4 separate regions of the Sus scrofa genome follow, and regions 1, 2 and 3 are each linked to region 4. Evidence: chromatin contacts called from public Hi-C and promoter capture Hi-C data. All regions are on one chromosome and are shown on one strand. Each heading gives the region's core, a stretch centred on a gene start, on an enhancer-like site or on the middle of the called end of the contact. The rest is flanking DNA. Distances are from core to core; before and after follow the strand shown.

Region 1 (4,252 bases), core at 786-3,285, 1.3 Mb after region 4:
CCTGGGAACCTACAAATGCTGCGAGAGCGGCCCTAAAAAGACAAAAAAAAAAATCATGTATGAAACATGATATATTGGTGCAAGCTGTAAATGGAATGCTTTTGGACTTTAGTCCCACTCAGGAGTAGTCCTGAGAGGTGGTGATTAGGGGAAATCCTCCTGGTAGGCAGAGCTTTAAGCAATATTCCTAGGTCCTTAATTTGGAGAGTGATGCTGAATGGCTTGGTCCAGAGCCTGGAAGGAGTGAGACTGGATCATAAGAGAAAAAGGGTTCTGGGGAAGAAGCGTGTGCATGGGGCTATGAGAGTGGTGTAACAAGCAGAATCTATGATGACCTCTAATGAGTCACGTCCTTGATAAGGAGTTACTGCCCTGGAAAGTAGAGGTAGAGCTGCTGCTACCTAATTAGGAGCAGGGAGATGTAGGTCTTTTTGCGCATCCTTTTGTTTTAGAAACTGGGACCAGAAACTGCCTTGAAGAACCAGTGACAGGATGCTGTCAACTTAATGTGGAGGGAGCGCAATGGGTATGAGTGGGGCAAAGCTTGGAATGTTGCAGATGTTATTAGTACCCTAACCCTATCCATTTGACACCAACCTTTTCCACAGATGACCAGCCCGGCTTCCAACTGGTGGCTTGTGGTTCTTTGTTTAAGGGCCCTTTCTGGCTGCCAGACCTTGTTCTGCCTGAGTTATACAGCAGACTGTATAACTGTATAAGAATTAATATTCTTCCATAGCAAGACTCAACCTATAACTGATGGGAATTGGTGAATAAATACCCCAGCTCTCTTTCCCCTTAAAAGGGAATAACTGAGACATACATCCAAGAATTCCTCAGAGAATTCAGCTAACAGAGAAATTTGCTTAATAATATTCCCTTTATTCCCTTTATTAGCTTCCTTCCCTTTGTGGCTGTTGTTTTGCTAGATTATTGCCCATATAAACTATTTGTCCTCAAGTTTTGTCTCAGGATCTGCTTCTGGATGAACAAAACTAACACCAGTTTCAAATGGAATATAGTAATATAATAATTGAAAACTAAATATTGGAAAACTGGAATTCTACAGATATTTTGAGTTATCCTGAATAAAAATGTGCAAATATTTAACTCATGTTCAGAAGAGTTGCTTTCCATTATGTAATGGAACAGAACTAAGTATTTTTCCCAGGTAAAAGATCCAAGTCAATGCAAAGTGCCAGTGCTGAGATGGCCATCTTTCTAGTTTTTTGTTTTTGTTTTTGTTGTTCTTGTTTCTTTTGTCTTTTTGGGGCTGCACCCATAGCATATGGAGGTTCCCAGGCTAGGGGTAGAATAGGAGCTGTAGCGGCTGGCCTACACCTCAGCCATAGCAACGCCAGATCCTTAACCCACTGAGCAGGCCAGGGATCGAATCTGCAACCAGTTACTAGTCGGGTTCGTTAACCACTGAGCCACAAAGGGAACTTCGCCATCTTTCTAGTTCTTAATAAAACCCAAAATTTCATACCAAACTATGAAAGAAAGTTTAAAATAAATATTAATTTAAAAATTTTGCAATTTCTTGATTTTGAATTTACAATATAATCCCCAATGCCACATTATGTTTATACTACAATTGAATACAAAAATTCTTAAATTTCCTTACATTTTTAGCAGTTGAAAAAATCCTCTAGCAGTGGGCTCTGCAGTTAACAAGGGACCCATTTCCTGGGAAACCTAGCACTTTTGCCATTCCAGTACATCTTACATCTCACAGTTGGTACCCAGTGAATACCTGTGGAATGAAAACGATGTTCGTTGAAAGGAGGAGTGAGGTTCAAAAGCGGAATTTACGGAGATCTCGAAGTTTAATTTTGCAAGGAAAGGAACTGGTCTGGGCTCCCCGCAGGAGATGGTGGGATTTCATTCGCTACGGAAATGGATCCGAGCGGTGGACTCTGACTCCTACATACCTATTCGTAGCAGACCCCACCGGCTGGCTGCAGTCCTCTCCAGGGACTCTGGGATCTGTTGAGCGGTTGCCAAGGGAACCCAGCTTGGTGCAAAGTGTCGAGCCTCTTGGGGGCGGGGCCTCGGAAGGTGGGGCTGTAATTTACTGATTTACTTTAAATACTCACTTTCGTACCTTTGTATTCAAAATTTTAATACACTCCTTTTCACAAATATGGAAGCTGATGATCAAAGAGAGTACATGCGTTGTTTACTTATGTTCACTCACATCTCGTGTAAGAAAACTTCTTTTAACGCAGAACTCCAAAGCCAGTACTACACTACGTTGTATTACACTACACTCGACAGTCTTTTTTTAGAATTTACAGATGGTTAGCCTCCTGCACAAATAAGTGGCAAGCTTGGAAATTTCCAACTTTAAGCGATTATAAAACACTAATTGAACCACACACCCTCTGGATACCATGGATTTAGTTGATTCTTCTAAGGGTAAAAGAGACACACAGCGACAGAAGGGGAAAAACACCTATGCTTAGTGCAGGACCGTCACAGAGTAGGTTTTCAGGAAAGGGCAGAAGTAGGCAGAGAAAAAACAGACAAACTTGGGAATGGATCTATCTGCAAGTCGGAGAGCCAATTCAAAAGAAGTAATCCAGTCCCAAATCGTCCACTTTTGCAAAGAGAAGGACCAGAAAAAGGTGAGATTTAACTAAACTGGCAGTGCCCTTTTCTCCGCCCACTTTTCCTCGTTCCCATACCAAAGATGGCGTTCTTTGCTTCCTCCTTCGCAGTACGCAGGCTCTGGAAACCTCTACCCCACTTCTCTATGGTTCTTCCTCCAGTCCCGCCCACGCGGTAGCTGGGGTGGGGTTTGCCTGGAGGTGGGGCCTACGGATCCGGAAACACCTGAACCTTAGTAGCTGATCATCTATGTATTTCGTGCCGATGCAGTGTTTTTACCTGCGGAACTTGGCATCTTGGATCTGAGGCGTCTTCTCTCCGGGTTTCTTGGGGGCAGTTCCGAGGCTGCTGCAACCAAGGCTGTGGCCTAGTGCCTGTTGGGGCGCGCCCCCGTTTGCTCGGCCATGCCCGCGGCCGCCGCCCCCATAATCAGCTTGGTCCAAAAGCTGGTTCTGTACGAGACTAGAGCTGTGAGTACCCAGCCCAGTGGGGTGCGGGGAGGACAGCGGCCGAGTAGGTGTGGGGCGGTGGGGCAGAGCAGCAGCCCGCCCCATCTTCCCTCTGTTCCCTAATTCGAGTCCTGGGGAATGCGCCCGAGGGGGCTTCGCCCTGTTATGGCACCCGGGACACTGTAGCTTTTGCAGCACCACTTAAAAGCCAAGGTTGGAACACCCTGGCAGCAAGTGTTTGTGATATCTCAAAAACTGTTCATGAAGTTCTGTACGAGTTACTGAATTCTTTTCAACTTTGGGAAAGTCTTGGAGTTCTCCGGTTCACTAGTTATAGTACAAGTAGGGGTTAGAAAAATATTCTCGACCTGTGAATCGGTAACTTTTCTGTTTTCCTATGCCGTGGCGTCGCAGTGATTGATAATAATTATGTATGCTTTTATTGCTGACATTTTTGGTTCTCTTTATTTGAAGGGAAAGAAAACTTTGTTGATTTGTTTGGATAGAATTCTTTTGCTTTTCATTTTACTTTTTTCCTACACAGTTTTATTTTGTTCTGTTTTATTTCTTCAAATCACCATGTAAATAGTTACTGGTAGAATTAGCAGATCCAGGTTTTTGTTTGTTCGTTTGTCTTTTGTATGGCTGCACCTGTGGCATATGGAAGTTCCTGGGCCAGTGGTTGAATAGGAGCTGCAGCTGTGGCTTATGCCACAGCCACCGCAACACTAGATACCAGCGGCACCTGCGACTTACTCCGCAGCTTGCAGCAGTGCAGGATCCTTAACCCACTGAGTGAGGCTAGGGATGGAACCCAAATCCTCACAGAGATAACTGTAGGGTCCCTAACTTACTGAGTCACAATTGGAACTCCCAAGCAGATAGGTTTTTATGTTTACGTTACTAGTTCCCTAAAATTTAATGAATGGTGCTTGAAGTATGTACTTTGTCATCTCTGTGGCTAGAAAATAAAGTATAGCTTTTCTAAACTGGGGTATCATTGATATTAGGGTCTGTGTTTAAATTACACTTAATGGTTACAGGATGGCATGTGCTCAAAACCTTCATAATACTCATTGCTTATGCTGTAGAATGTCTTATAAAACACATTCAGTGGAACTATTAGAGGAGTGCAAGAAGGTACATAGCAGATTCTCAGTTATTACATGAGACTAGCTTGTCTGCTAGTC
Region 2 (4,440 bases), core at 423-2,922, 1.1 Mb after region 4:
ACCTTTCTAAATCTAACAAATAACATTACGTATTTCATTAAACTCCTATAAAACACAACAACTAGGGAAGATATTGTAAAACAACACGATCAGCCTGAAAAAAAAATACCAAGGTAAAAATCGTTACACTTCAGCAATTCTTCCATCAAGATGCCAGTTACTTCTCACCCAATATTAATTAGAACAGCCAATCACACTAGACTGCAGGTTTTAGATATCTAGAGAAGTTCTTCACCTTATTACCTCAAATTTATCTCCCCCTCTCTCGTGTGTTGTCAAAGCACTGCCAAATTCTGCTAAGAGATTTAGTGTATGCCTAAACCAGTTCCCAGATCGTCTGTAGAGCTTAATAAAAGGTGTTCCAGACCGGGCTTTAGAAAATCCAGAGACCTGGGTTCGAATCTCAGCTTCTCAAACTACTAAACATAGGGTTTTGACACAGTTAATTTATCTCCTTCCATCTCCTAAGTTTCACCACCTATCTTTGAGTTTGAGATATATGCGAAGTACCAGATATACGAATGGGTATGGTACTTTTCCTCCATTGCACATATAGCATGGGGCGTATTAAGCTTTAATTAATTAAAAGCTCCAACCTCAAATACATCCCATACCTATCCGCAAAATCGATGTAATTAAATCCCAAGCCACTTATTTTTTCACACCCAGGTCTGAGGCACCAGAAAACGTTAACGTCTTCAGCGTCTCTTTCCCTCTTTCGCCAACCTCAGGAGAAGCCTGCCTTCGAAAAGAAAACCTGGGTGGACAAACGACTAACGCCAACGAGAGGGAATTCGGTCTCGTCGCCAACTTTGGAGGCGGCCGCCTCGCCCCATAATCAACCTCACCGCTGCCACCGCGGAAGGAAGCCACGTCCCCTCTTCCGAGCCTGAAGTCAGGCTGGGGATTACGAGGCACTTTTAAACAGCACCACGGCGCGGGATACTGTGAGGTCGGAAACCGCCGCCCCTTCCCCCCAGGGCGCTTCCCCACCTCGGCCACCGCGGCCACCTCGGCCTGGTCCCGGCTGGACTCGGACGGGCCGCCATGTTGCCTGAGCGCGGCCCGCCCGGGCCCCGGCTCCGCGGGCATCGCGGGCGGCTCCGCCCGGGAGAAGAGCGTAGGAAGCCCGTAGGACCGGCGCCCACCTGGTGCTGGAGTGGGGAGCGTCTTCGGCGGCGCGGAGGTTGTCTGGGTGGTGGGCGGTGAAAGCCAGGGTGTAGTCGTACTCGGAGGCAGGATGGTGCTGTTCTTCGCCGCTGTCAGCACGCAGAGCGCGGCCAGGCAGCCGACGGCCCAAAGAAGCTGGCGGGAGAGCCCCAACATCGCGTCCTTCGCGCTGGCGTCCAAGCGAAAGATGAGGTGCTCAACGGAGCGTGCGTCCCTCTGTCCCCTGCGGCGATGCCCTCGAGATTTCGCTCCCCCCGCGGGAGCGTGCCGGGGTCACGTGAGCTACCCCAGGGCCGCGGCGTGCGGAGGCGGGGCGCTGGCGACACCAACTGGAATCCTACGGGAGGGGGAACAGGAACATCGAGAGGAAACCTGAAGGAAGCTGTCCCTCCAAGCGACTGTATATAGCGAAGAAACTGGACAGACACATAAAATTCTTTTCTTTACCCTGAGACTGTCACAAGGATGCGGCTGGGCTTTTCTCGTTCCGGCAACAGAGAAGGCTCCCACCCCGTCTTGGATGGGACAAGCTATATGACGTAGCCACGGCGTCGTGGCGGTGAATCGGCTATACCCCACGTGACCCCCGGAGCCGCGCCCCTAGGACCCGAGTACCGCAAGGCGGAAGTAGTTTCCAGGCGTTTCGCTCAGGACCCGGGCAGGCATAAAGTTTGTACTGCCCTCGCGCGTTGCCAAGGTGCTTGCATAAGTATCCTTCTCAGGACCCGCGCGTTTCCCATTGAAAGTGGGTTTTGTTGTAAGTGACCTCGTGTTAGGAAATCCCAGGGAAATGGAGATACCGCGCGCGGTTCAGTTTTTGCTCTGGCGCCCACACTACGTGAGCGGCTGAGACACTGAAAGCGTTCTCCTGCTTTCCAGCCGGAGCCGCACACCATCTGCCTCTGTCACACTTTCACACCTTGAGTTTTCTGAGTCTCTCGCGGTTTCAGCCAGTGAGCGGTGGCAGCCGCCGGTCCGTGCCACTGCTATAGTGGAAGCATCAAAGACGGTAGAGTTGGAAATCCATCTGGGTTGTTCCCACCCCCACTTTACAGGTGAAGAAACCGAGACTCAGAAAAGTGACTCGACTGAAAGGCACAATTGCTTGGCGTCATGGCTGGATTTTGAAATGCCTGTTAATATTCTGCCACTGCTCAGGCTTTTAGTAGGGATGAGCGCCATCTGATGCTCAGTCTCACAAAAATATTTACGCGTACAGCCATGCTTCTATCAAATGGTAAAAGTTGGATTATAAAGCTGTTTTCAGCTATTTGTATTTATCATTTAATTTTAATTGCGCACACCTATCCTAAAAAGAAAAAGTAACGCAACATCAGTAGCTTTTGTGAGATGTACCCCGCTATGGAATCCACCCCCCCCCAAAAGATGACTGTGTAAGCTATTTACCTTGTTTACCTAAACTTGAAGGCTTTCCTAAACCTACAATCAAATCAGTGGGGTGCTTGTGTACCCTCCTGACTATAAACATTTGTTCCATGAACTAGGCTAGTTAGAGATTGCTTGGATGTAAGCCAGAAACTCGTTTTTTTACTGGTCCAACTTGCCATCCAAAGCATGAGAGTACAACCAAGTAAGTAAGTGAGGTCTCATCATCAGCCTTCAAACCTATCTCTTCAGTCAGGATTCCTCTCACACAGTATTTATTTAGCACATGACCATCTGATACCAGACCAAATGAAGGCACTAGTCAACTTTTTTTTTAATGTTGAAAATGTAATAGAAGTTCTGTTTTCTTCCCATACCCGGATGGATTGTCTCCATGCTAAGATGAAAACACGCTATTGTGGAGGCCACTGTTTTACAGTTTGCCACGGGGTGTTCAACTCTAGTTGTCAAATTTTTGTTGGTCTTCGTAAGGGGACATTTCACTCTTGTTTTTAAGACTAAAAAAGCATCAGCTTATTTAGCACAGCATCTGTTGAGCCAGGTCAAGGAAGACTTCCAAAGTTATTTTCACCATTTCAAACCAAGGACTGGCATCTAAAATAGAGTTTTTGGAGTTCCTGTCGTGGATGAGCAGAAACCAATCTGACTAGCATCCATGTAGGTTGCAGATGTGGTTTGGATCTGGCATTGCTGTGGCTGTGGCGTAGGCCAGCAGCTACAGCTCTGATTCATCCTCTAGCCTGAGAACCTCCATATGCCATGGGTGTGGCCCTAAAAAGACAAAAACAAATTTTTTTTAATAAAATAGTTTTTTTATATTGACGATAATTGATTTACAATATTGTGTTAGCTTCAGGTGTATAGCAAAGTAATTTTCATTATTTCTCCCCTTCCCCTTTGGTAACCATAAATTTGTTTTCTATGTCTGGAGTCCAGTTCTGTTTTGTAAATAAGTTCATTTGCATTATTTTTAGATGCCACAGATAGTATTTGTCTTTCTCTATTGACTTGATTTAGTGTGATAATCTCTAGGTCTGTCCATGTTGCTGCAAATGGCATTCTTTCACTCTTTTTTTATTTTTAGTGGCGGGGTAATATCCCACTGTGTGTGTGTGTGTGTGTGTGTGTGTGTGTGTGTGTCTTTCTTTGTGTGTGTGTATACCACACCCCTTTGTCCATGGACACTTAGGCTGCTTCCATGTCTTGTCTATTGTGAATGGTGCCATTATGGATATTGGGGTACATGTATCTTTTTTAATTAAAGCTTTTGTCTTTTCTGGATATATGCCCAGGAGTGGGATTGCTGCATCATATGGTAACTCTATTTTTAGTTTTTAAGAAACCTCCATACTCTTTTCCATAGTAGTGCACCAATTTACACTCCCACTGACAGCGTTCCCTTTTCTCCATGCCCTCCTCAGCATTTATTATTTGTAGACTTTTTGATGATGGTCATTCTGATTGGTGTGAAGTAACACCTCATTGTAGTTTTGACTTGCATTTCTCTAATAATTAGTAATGTCGAGCATCTTTTCATGTGCCTGTTATCCATCTGTATGTCTTCTTTGGAGAAATGTCTATTTAGGTCTTTTGTCCATTTTTGATTGTGTTTTTTTTTGGTACTGAGTTGTATGAGTTGTTGGTATATTTTGGAAATTAAACCCCTGTCAGTCGCTTCATTTGCAAATATTTTCTCCCATTCCCTAGGTTGTCTTTTTGTTTTGTTTATGGTTTCCTTTACTATGTAAAAGCTTATAGGAGTTTCAGTTGTGACTCAGCAGGTTAAGAACCCCACTAGAATCCATGAGGATGTGAGTTTGATCCCTGGCTTCATTCAGTGGGTTAAGGATCTGGCATTGCCGC
Region 3 (4,543 bases), core at 245-2,744, 1.2 Mb after region 4:
ATTTCTATTTTAAATGATCAACATTTGGTTTTTAGACTTCTTATCACATATTCTCTTCATCTGGATATAAACTTTACTGATTTCGCACAAATTAGTTACTATTTCCTGATTTAATGTAAATACAGACTTTAACGCGGTGGACTTGGAGCAGGCAAGAAGGTAGGAATTCTTAAGATTTCTTCTATTTGGGAACATTTTGTGTCAAGTATCCAGCTGGGTACTTTGGGAGATAACAAACATGAAGAAGGCATTGTTCTGGAGTCTAATGAGGCTTTGAAGAATAGAAGCTTGGCATAATCTTACAGCGGCATTTCTGGAGCAAACCCCAAAGACGTGCTGAATTTGACATTTCAGTAATTCATACATTTCTGCATTTCTGCTGCATTCGGTTACAGGTGTGGTGCAGCATTATTGACCTAGCCAAATTCTTCCAATTAAAGTGTTTTTCCTTTGACATCATTCCACATGTTTACAAAGAAATGTCTGGATTCTCCAAAGCATTTGTGGGTTGTTTGTTAAGAAATCCCTGGAGTTCCCGTCGTGGCGCAGTGGTTAACGAATCCGACTAGGAACCATGAGGTTGCGGGTTCGATCCCTGCCCTTGCTCAGTGGGTTAACGATCCGGCGTTGCTGTGAGCTGTGATGTAGGTTGCAGACGCGGCTCGGATCCTGCGTTGCTGTGCCTCTGGCATAGGCTGGTGGGTACAGCTCCGATTAGACCCCTAGCCTGGGAACCTCCATATGCCGCGGGAGCGGCCCAAGAAATGCCAAAAAAAAAAAGACCAAAAAAAAGAAATCCCTTAAGCACCTTCAATGGAATGGCCCTGACTGTTATAGAAAATTTACAGGGGGAAAAAACTCATCCCTTCCCAAATGAATAGTTTTCAAAAATTACTTGGGGTGGGATTTGAAAAAATCAGCCGCTTACGGGGTACCATTTTCTTTCACAAAGTTTTAAAATCTATAATTTCAATTAAAAATTAATGTGGAGGAGTTCCTCCCGCAGCACAGTGGGTTAAGAACCCGACTGCAGCAAGCTCCTGAAGCTGCAACCATAAAAGAAAAAATTTTTTTTTACCGTGGAATAAAATGTGTGGTAATTTAGAGGAAGGAATCACCTTTATTCCCAGCAAGGTCCTGAACGCTTCCTTCGCTCCGATCTCCCTTTAAAGGTAGCCCTTCTCGAGGTGGAACTCCCGCCAGTACCCGCACCTGCCTTTGCACGCTCCTGTCCACATCAGCCAGAACCTCCCCTCCCCGATCCTGAAGCCCCGCCACGAGAAGGCGCTAGACACAGAAGCCGGACCGGCCGCCCACACTTGCGGTTTCTTCGCGGTTACCTCAGCGGTGCTCTTCGCAACTTGAAAGCTAGAGCTTTTGAAGAGCCCCACCACCTTCACCTGCAGCGGCTGCTCGGGCGGCAACTGCGAGCTGCAGGGGACCGAAAGCCGCTGGCTAGCCATGGCAGCGCGCGAGGACTCCTTGGAGCACAAACACTGCGTGTCGCCAGGGCAACCACGCGACCCCGCCCCCGCCGCCCGCCGGGAGGAAGAGGGCGGGGCGAGGCGTTAGGGCCCGGCGTTTCCTCAACTTTGCTCCTGTTGCTGGTGAGCCGCCTGCGAGGCTAGAGAGGACGCCTGGGCTCCCGCCCCCAGCGGCGAGCGAAGAGGAACCGGGAGCCTACGTCCCACAAGACTCAGCCCGGTCTGCCGCCTGCCCGGGCCTCCTCCAGGACCCCGCCCCGACCCCCGCCTAGGGTCCTCCGCGGGACCTCCTCTCGCGCGGCAGCGGACTCTCATCTGCGCCCGATTTCGCCGCAGATCGCCTTTCCGGGTTGGCGCGCAGCTAGATTGGGGCCAGTCGGCCGGTTGCCCGGGTAACGCGGGAGGCCGTCCCAGGCCGCGCGGGCCTCGCGGCCGCGGCCTTCCCAGGAGCGCGAGGGCGGGGCGACCACCTGTGCCCTTTACCCCTCGAAGAGCCCGGCCAGCTCGCCCGCCTCGGGCCGCACCGCGCTGCCTTTGCGGAGCCGTCCCGCGCCCCCCAGTGCCCTCGCCATGAAGCCCACCTTTTCCCTGCGACTGAAGATCTTTAACCTCAACTGCTGGTGAGTGCGCCCGCCGCCCCGGGCCTGGGACCTCCCTCACATCCGGGGCTCGGCTCTCCCCTGCGCTGCAGCCTCCGGGTATGGAGACAGCGCGCACCTCGCCCCAGCTCCGATGTTTCCCGGAGCGCCGACCACCCCCGCCGTCACCTCCCTGCCCTTCTGGTTCTCAGGGGCATTCCCTTCCTGAGCAAGCACCGGGCCGACCGCGTCAAGCGCCTGGGAGACTTTCTGAACATGGAGAGCTTCGACCTTGTTCTGCTGGAGGAGGTGGGGCCGGGCGGAACTATTGTGGAACCTTGGCCCGAGGGGGCGGCTGGGGGTGCTAGCGGGTCTTTCTCCCCGGGGAAGGGCCGGGCCAGCATCTTGACCCCATTCCTCAGGTGTGGAGTGAGCAGGATTTCCAGTACCTGAGGCAGAAGCTGTTGCCCACCTACCCAGCTGCACACTACTTCAGGAGGTGAGGAGCCGCCTGGCCTCAGACCTGGAGGCTCTTGGCCCTGCCTGCCCTTCCCTACGCTGCCTGCAGCCTATCCCCACCCCAACCCCGCCCAGGCTCCTCTTCTCTGAGTGTGGGAGCAGGAAGAGGCAGAAGGAGGAAGAGCTAGTTCTTCAGCTCTTCTCAAGACTTATTATCAGGGCGTCCTATCAGCCCCAGAACAGCTGATGCTTTGAGTTTCCTTCTGGGGTGGTGCCAGGGGCAGAGAGGAGAAGGTAGCTGATAAGAAGGGAAAGACGCCTAGGGGGAGATTTCTTTGTTTGCTTTTCTGGTTACTGATCAGGGCTTGGTTTTCAGTGGCATCATTGGCAGTGGTCTCTGTGTCTTCTCCAAACACCCAATCCAGGAATTCACCCAGCACGTCTTCACCCTCAATGGCTATCCTTACATGGTGAGTCTGCTCTCTGACCTCTTTCACCATCCACCACTAACACATGGTAACCGAGGTAGCCTAGGGCTGGCTGCAGGAGAGGGGCAGAAAGGGGTAGCTGTGCCCTGAGTTCCTGCCCTCTTCTGCCTGCAGGTCCACCATGGTGACTGGTTCTGTGGGAAAGCTGTGGGGCTGCTGGTGCTCCATCTAAGTGGATTGGTGCTCAATGCCTACGTGACCCATGTGAGTGAAACCGGCAGTGCTTAGGGTGGGACAGGCAACATGGTCCTGGGAGGGAGAGATGGGACTCCTCTAGCTGGGCTGCCATGGGATGAGATGCGGGGGCTGGATCTCCTTAGGCCAGGAGGCAAGGTTCACGTATATTTTACCAAACACCATGCCAGGTGACAGGCACAAACTTGATGTACAGCTGCTCTTGGGACCCTCAGTCTCATCTGCTATAATCTCATCTATCTTGCTCAGCTCCATGCCGAGTACAGTCGACAGAAGGACATCTACTTAGCACATCGTGTGGCCCAAGCTTGGGAACTGGCCCAGTTCATCCAGTGTGTGAGCCTGGGCTTGACAGGGGAAGTGGGATGGGGCCCAGGGACTGAGGGATGGCTAAGGCCCCACTTTTAGGGCAGAGCTAGTGAGAGAAGCATTCCTGCCTCACCATCTTGGTTTCTGCAGCCACACATCCAAGAAAGCTGATGTGGTTCTATTATGTGGGGACCTCAACTTGCACCCAAAAGACCTGGGCTGCCGCCTGCTGAAGGAATGGACGGGGCTGCATGATGCCTTTCTTGAGACCCGGGACTTCAAGGTGAGGACCTGCCTGATTATTTCCCTACCCCCACCCTCCCCCTTCCCCCACATCCTCATTCAAACCAGCACTCATCTAGGGCTCTGAAGAAGGTTGTACGATGGTGCCTGAGAACTGCTACGTCAACCAGCGGGAGCTGGAGCAATTCCCCGTGGGCATCCGCATCGACTATGTGCTTTATAAGGTCAGGCTCCCCCTGCAACCTCCCTTCATCCACTGTGTCTCATTGTCTCTCACCAGCCTGTGATAATCCTTTGCCTAACTAGTCTAGTTTTACATCCCTGATGACTGGAGAATGGTGTAACCAGAAGCTGTTTCTCTGAGAAGACATCCTCAAATAGTAGGTTCTCTCTGGCCCCTTTCCTAGGCGGTATCTGGGCTATACATCTCCTGTAAGACTTTGAAAACTACTACAGGCAGTGATCCTCACAGTGGCACCCCCCTCTCTGATCATGAGGCCCTGATGGCTACTCTGTGTGTGAGACACAGCCCCCCCCAGCACAACCCCAGCCCTACCCATGGTGAGTCATCCCCATCCTTTCCCTCGGCCCTTCCCCACCACAGGGCAGCTCCTCCTCTCTGACCCTCTCTCTCCTATTCCCCTGCCCTGCCTTGTTATAGGACCAGCAGAGAGGTCACCACTGATTAATGTGCTGAGAGAGGCCTGGACAGAGGTGGACCAGGGCCTGGCTCAGGCTCGCTGGTGGGCCACCATCGCTGGCTATGTGATTGGTCTGGGGCTGATTC
Region 4 (4,545 bases), core at 1,096-3,595:
GTACTAGCTTTGGAAGTTTAGAAACAGGAATACCAAGTTCTATTTTAGCACAAGAAATAAAGGAAAAGATGCTGTGAATAAGGGTAAAAGAGGAAGTTCTTTTTAAAAGTGAACAATATGCCATAATATCTAAGACAATCCAAAGCCATTCCAAGTTTTTTTAAAAAGTGCCTCACTTTTTCATTAGGTTTACATGATAATGTACTTCCCTATATGCAGTTTTGCTATAACAGACTGTGGCTTACAGTTTACACATTTAGTAGGGAGACAAGGATGGTTTCGAACATTAACTTGCTAGTTTGATATCTTAAAGTTTGATGATTACTACATTTTTAAAACAATACTACATGATAAGTAAATCATTTTTAAAGTGTGTAGGTTTCACGGCAGTGAATAAACTGAACGCTACTAAACTGTACAGTTAAAAATGGTTAAGATGGTAAATTTTGTGTATATTTTACCCCACAAAAAAATTTCAAGTTAGAGGAACCACTCCACTTAAATGTTAATAGTAACTTGTTATGTATATTGTGATTGCTCTAAAGCCAAATTCTTATGCTTAATTTTTAATAATTTGTTGTTCATTAACAGCTGGATTCGTTTTATGTAACCAATTTTTAAAGATACTTCCATACATGAGTAACTTCTTTAATCCTGAACTGTAGACTGAAAGTGAAGCAATATTCTCAATTACCATCTTTCAAATCATCTGAATTACTTACTGCCAACAAATTTTAATTATGAAATTATGAATGTGTTTCTACTTCAACTGATTCCTTCATTCAGTGAAGTGCAAATCTCTAAATTAAGAGAGCAAGATCCCTCAACGAACAAGCTTTTCTTAAAGCAGTTGTAGTTTTGTGAGGAAGGCAACATTCCCCACTTCTCACCCTTTAACAGACAGTGACCCAGAAAGCTAGGGCCGATCATTTCCAATTGCAGTTCTCGCCCGGCTCAGCCCTACCACATTTGTCAGAGGCTTTTGTAAACTCCCCTGAGGTTCTGTTCAGGGAAGCGTACAAACGAGGTGAGTCTGGTAGCTCGGGAAGGGCCTCAAGCAATCAGCTAGGCTTGGCCACCTCGGAGAAAAGTGTCCAGGAAAAGAAAACTGAAAAGGCTTCAACTTTGAGCAAATCCCCTTTCTCAGTCACATTTAGCTCCCTTCCCAAAGAAGAGCTGTGTTCTCGAAAGATCTACCCCTTTCCAACTCAAATGTCATTCCGAGATCAGCTGCCTGAGGGGCAAGCGGCGTTCAACCCACGCCCTCTTCGCGTACCGTCCTCAAGTGCCAGCACGGGGCTCAGGTCACTCTGCAACTCCCAAGCCAGCCCAACACGAAGAGGGGCCCTCGCCCCCGACCCCGCCCGTGGACAGAACTGCCCTACCATGTCAGCCAGCAGCCCCGGACTCAACAGCCAAGGCCGCTAGGGAGACGCGCTCCAGGGAAGGCTAGGGGCACCAGGGAACTATGGGAGGGGTCTCTCTGTAGGGGGGAAAGATGGCCTCACCTTGACCCTGATTTCATAGGTGGTAAAGCGGCCCCGGCCGACCCCCACTGTCTGCGGATTGCTCACATCGATCTCGAGGAAGTTGCTGGGAGGCCCGTAAGCGTCATTCAGGTTCTGCGGCTTGGTGATCAGCCGCCGGGTGTCCGCCACGGTCTCCGCCATTTCGCTGCTGTAGCCGCCGCCGCGGACTCCCTCCGCCCCCTCCGCGATCCACCGACGCCGCCTCTGCTGCCCGCCGCGGGGACACCGGACTCGCGCGCAGCGGTCGCAAGGCGAACGAGCACGTAGAGCGGGCGTTCACCCTTGCGCGCGAAGCTCCTCCCCGCGCCGCTCTGGCTGCTGCCTCTTGAGCCCAAGCAGGAAACAACCCACCCGACGGAACGCTGCGCCCCGAGGCCGGGAGGCCCAGCGGAAGCCACGGAGAGGAACGGCGAGCTCGCCGGCGGAGAAGGAGAGTCACGGGTCTTGTAGGCGCGAACAGATTCCGGCCAGACTACAGCGCCCACAATGCACCGGGCGAGCGCGCCGCTACTGGGCTGCGTCCGAGGTGCTATGGGACCCAGGACCGGAGTGCGGGGGCGGGCGCTTCCTGTCTTTATGTATCCGCCTAGACCTGGAACGGTGAGAAGAACACCGGAAACGATCTTAGAGGCCTTGGTAGCTGCCAGACAAGTTAAACAACGAGATGGAAGAGATTTGCCTGCAAGTGGAACAGAACTGCCTATGCTAACTCAATTCCGACATATCCACTGTCTCACCATAAACCACTGAAAATGCTTTTCTAGATAACCTTGAACATATGCCTCAAATGATGATTTTGATATCAACTTGGAGTCTCACTGGACACGTGTCTGGTTTGGTAAATTGAAGGTGGGAACAACTTAATGACGTCATATCCAACGGTCAAACCGTTTTGGGAGACCGATGGGCTAAAATTAACAGGTAGTATATGGGCCGAAGCCTGCCTTGAATTTCTGATGTTTGAGTGATCTGCAGCTTTCCCCCTTCAGTTACAAAATTTAAGTAAGTTTTTGTTTTGTTGCGTTTTTGCTTTTTTTAGGGCCGCACCTGCAGCACATGGAGAGGTGGAATTGGAGCTGTAGCTGCTGGCCTACACCACAGCTCATGGCACGGCTTGAGATCCTTAATCCACTCAGCAAGGCTAGGGATGGAACCTACGTCCTCATGGATGCTAGTCAGATTTGTTAACCCCTGAGCCACTATGGGAACTCCAGTAGCTTTTTTTTTTAAGGTGATAAAACATCGGTACAGCATTTGAAGTGGAACTCGGATAAACCTTTATCAGAAATGAAAAAAAGACAAAACAATTAAGTAGATCATAGTTGATTGCCAATAAATGCAGACTTTGAGCATTGAGGTAGAAGGATAGATGTCTATTCCTGCCCTGCCTGGGGAGTTATGGCCCTTGATGTTGTTGTATCACAGCTCTTTGTGTGTGTGTGTGTGTTTTATGTTAGATTCAGAAAACCCATTCTCTTTAAATAATCTGATCTGTCCCTTAAGCTGAAAAGTTGTCTGAATCATTAGCAGCCCTTCTTAATAACACTAAGTACAGTTGGTATTAAAAAAAAAATGAGGAGTTCCCGTTGTGGCTTAGTGGTTAACGAATCCGACTAGGAACCATGAGGTTATGGGTTCGGTCCCTGGCCTTGCTTAGTGGGTTAAAGGATCCGGCGTTGCCGTGAGCTGTGGTGTAGGTCTCACACGCGGCTCGGATCCCGCGTTGCTGTGGCTGTGATGTAGGCCAGCTACAGCTCCGATTCGACCCCTAGCCTGGGAACCTCCATATGCCGAGGGAGTGGCCCTGGAAATGGCCAAAAGACAAAAAAAAAAAAAAAAAAAAAAAAAAAGAACACGTAGATTATTTTCAAGAAAACTCTACATTCATTCATTCAATAAATATTTATTGAAGGCCTACTCGGTGTTTTCCACTTTTTTTTTTTTTTTTTTGGCCTTTTTAGGGCCACACCTGCGGCATATGAAGGCTCCCAGGCTAGGAGTTGGCCTGCGCCCAAGGCACAGCAGCGCTGAATCCAAGCTCTGTCTGTGATCTAAAACACAGCTCACGGCAATGCCAGATCCTTAACCCACTGAGCGAGGCCAGGGGTCAAACCTGCAACCTCATGGTTCCTAGTTGGATTCGTTTCCACTGCACCACAATGGGAACTCTGTGTTTTCCACTTCGATACTGGAGGTAAAAAGATGGAGAAGGTATTGAAATTCCCTGAGTTCATGAGGGTAATTGTCAAATGTATGGTTTCTCTTGGGGAAACAGATAATAAATAAACCAACAAATAATATAACTGCCAATATGATTGGTGCAGTAAAGAAAGGTGGATAATGTGATAAAGAGTGACCCAGGGGTTCCCTTCACGGCGCAGTGGTTAACGAATGCCACTAGGAAGCATGAGGTTGCTGGTTCGATCGCTGGCCTGAGACCAAATAGACACTTGACTGTTCTGACTACAGCAGTGAGCTCAAGAAATGTGTATAAATGACTCTTTGAATTGGAGTATTTAAAATCTAAGAGACCAGGAACCACCCTATTGTGTTGTCATCTGTGACACTAGAACAAAGCAATCATTTGGCTATTCTTCTATCTCATTCCCTGGAGGCCACTCAGAGCAGCCTTGGGCAGCAGTAATAACACTCGCCTGCAGTGGGGAAGCAGCCATAGAAGGTAGCAACACAGTCAAACAGCTAGAGAAGAGCTCCTCAGGACTTACCCACTGGCTCAGCTGGTTTAGGATCCTGGCCTTTGTCTCTGTGGTGGCTCAGGTTCAGTCTGTGGCATGGGAACGTCTTCATGCTTTGGGTGTGGTCAAAAAAAAAGAGAGAGGGAGAGAGAGAGGAGAGCTTCCCAGGATAAACATCAGGAAAAAAATTATTTTTCAGGAGATCTGATTATATTCTCAGAAATATCCATGAAGAATAAGCTACTAGAATTAACGAGAGAATTTAGTGGCTGAATGAAAGTAAAGAACTTAATTTATAATTTTCCTCCATCTAGGTATTG

Evidence for each region. Promoter capture Hi-C pulls out the DNA fragments that hold promoters and counts their contacts. Hi-C and Micro-C count contacts between places; a contact is called where the count stands out from the background.
Region 1: a contact with region 4 is called in a Hi-C map of liver, with 5 times the contacts expected there. The contact joins the promoter of AK9 here to the promoter of SNX3 in region 4. A contact is called at or near these places in 1 of 5 promoter capture datasets (liver) and 2 of 47 Hi-C or Micro-C datasets (heart right ventricle and liver).
Region 2: a promoter capture Hi-C map of liver shows a contact between it and region 4, with 10 times the contacts expected there. The contact joins the promoter of CD164 here to the promoter of SNX3 in region 4. A contact is called at or near these places in 1 of 5 promoter capture datasets (liver) and 2 of 2 datasets of contacts at active chromatin or transcription factors (alveolar macrophages and skeletal muscle).
Region 3: a promoter capture Hi-C map of liver shows a contact between it and region 4, with 4 times the contacts expected there. The contact joins the promoter of PPIL6 here to the promoter of SNX3 in region 4. A contact is called at or near these places in 1 of 5 promoter capture datasets (liver) and 1 of 2 datasets of contacts at active chromatin or transcription factors (alveolar macrophages).

What each region holds. Positions count from the first base shown.
Region 1 is chr1:75,691,380-75,695,631 of Sscrofa11.1, forward strand. AK9 (adenylate kinase 9) reads right to left here and starts at 2,036. Exons shown (of 40, transcript XM_021091050.1): 1 at 1,935-2,036. It overlaps FIG4 (FIG4 phosphoinositide 5-phosphatase), which reads left to right and starts at 2,849. Exons shown (of 23, transcript NM_001243250.1): 1 at 2,849-3,083. The coding sequence starts at 3,018.
Region 2 is chr1:75,456,468-75,460,907 of Sscrofa11.1, forward strand. CD164 (sialomucin core protein 24) reads right to left here and starts at 1,673. Exons shown (of 7, transcript XM_001924626.5): 1 at 1,618-1,673; 2 at 1,149-1,507. The coding sequence starts at 1,326. It overlaps LOC102164525 (a long non-coding RNA gene), which reads left to right and starts at 1,777. Exons shown (of 4, transcript XR_300811.3): 1 at 1,777-1,867.
Region 3 is chr1:75,506,750-75,511,292 of Sscrofa11.1, forward strand. PPIL6 (peptidylprolyl isomerase like 6) reads right to left here and starts at 1,495. Exons shown (of 8, transcript NM_001243664.1): 1 at 1,341-1,495. The coding sequence starts at 1,463. SMPD2 (sphingomyelin phosphodiesterase 2) reads left to right here and starts at 1,554. Exons shown (of 10, transcript XM_001925290.5): 1 at 1,554-2,104; 2 at 2,275-2,371; 3 at 2,485-2,561; 4 at 2,898-2,991; 5 at 3,124-3,213; 6 at 3,454-3,536; 7 at 3,664-3,796; 8 at 3,876-3,980; 9 at 4,164-4,317; 10 at 4,418-4,543. The coding sequence starts at 2,055.
Region 4 is chr1:74,347,390-74,351,934 of Sscrofa11.1, forward strand. SNX3 (sorting nexin-3) reads right to left here and starts at 2,346. Exons shown (of 4, transcript XM_021090786.1): 1 at 1,575-2,346. The coding sequence starts at 1,670.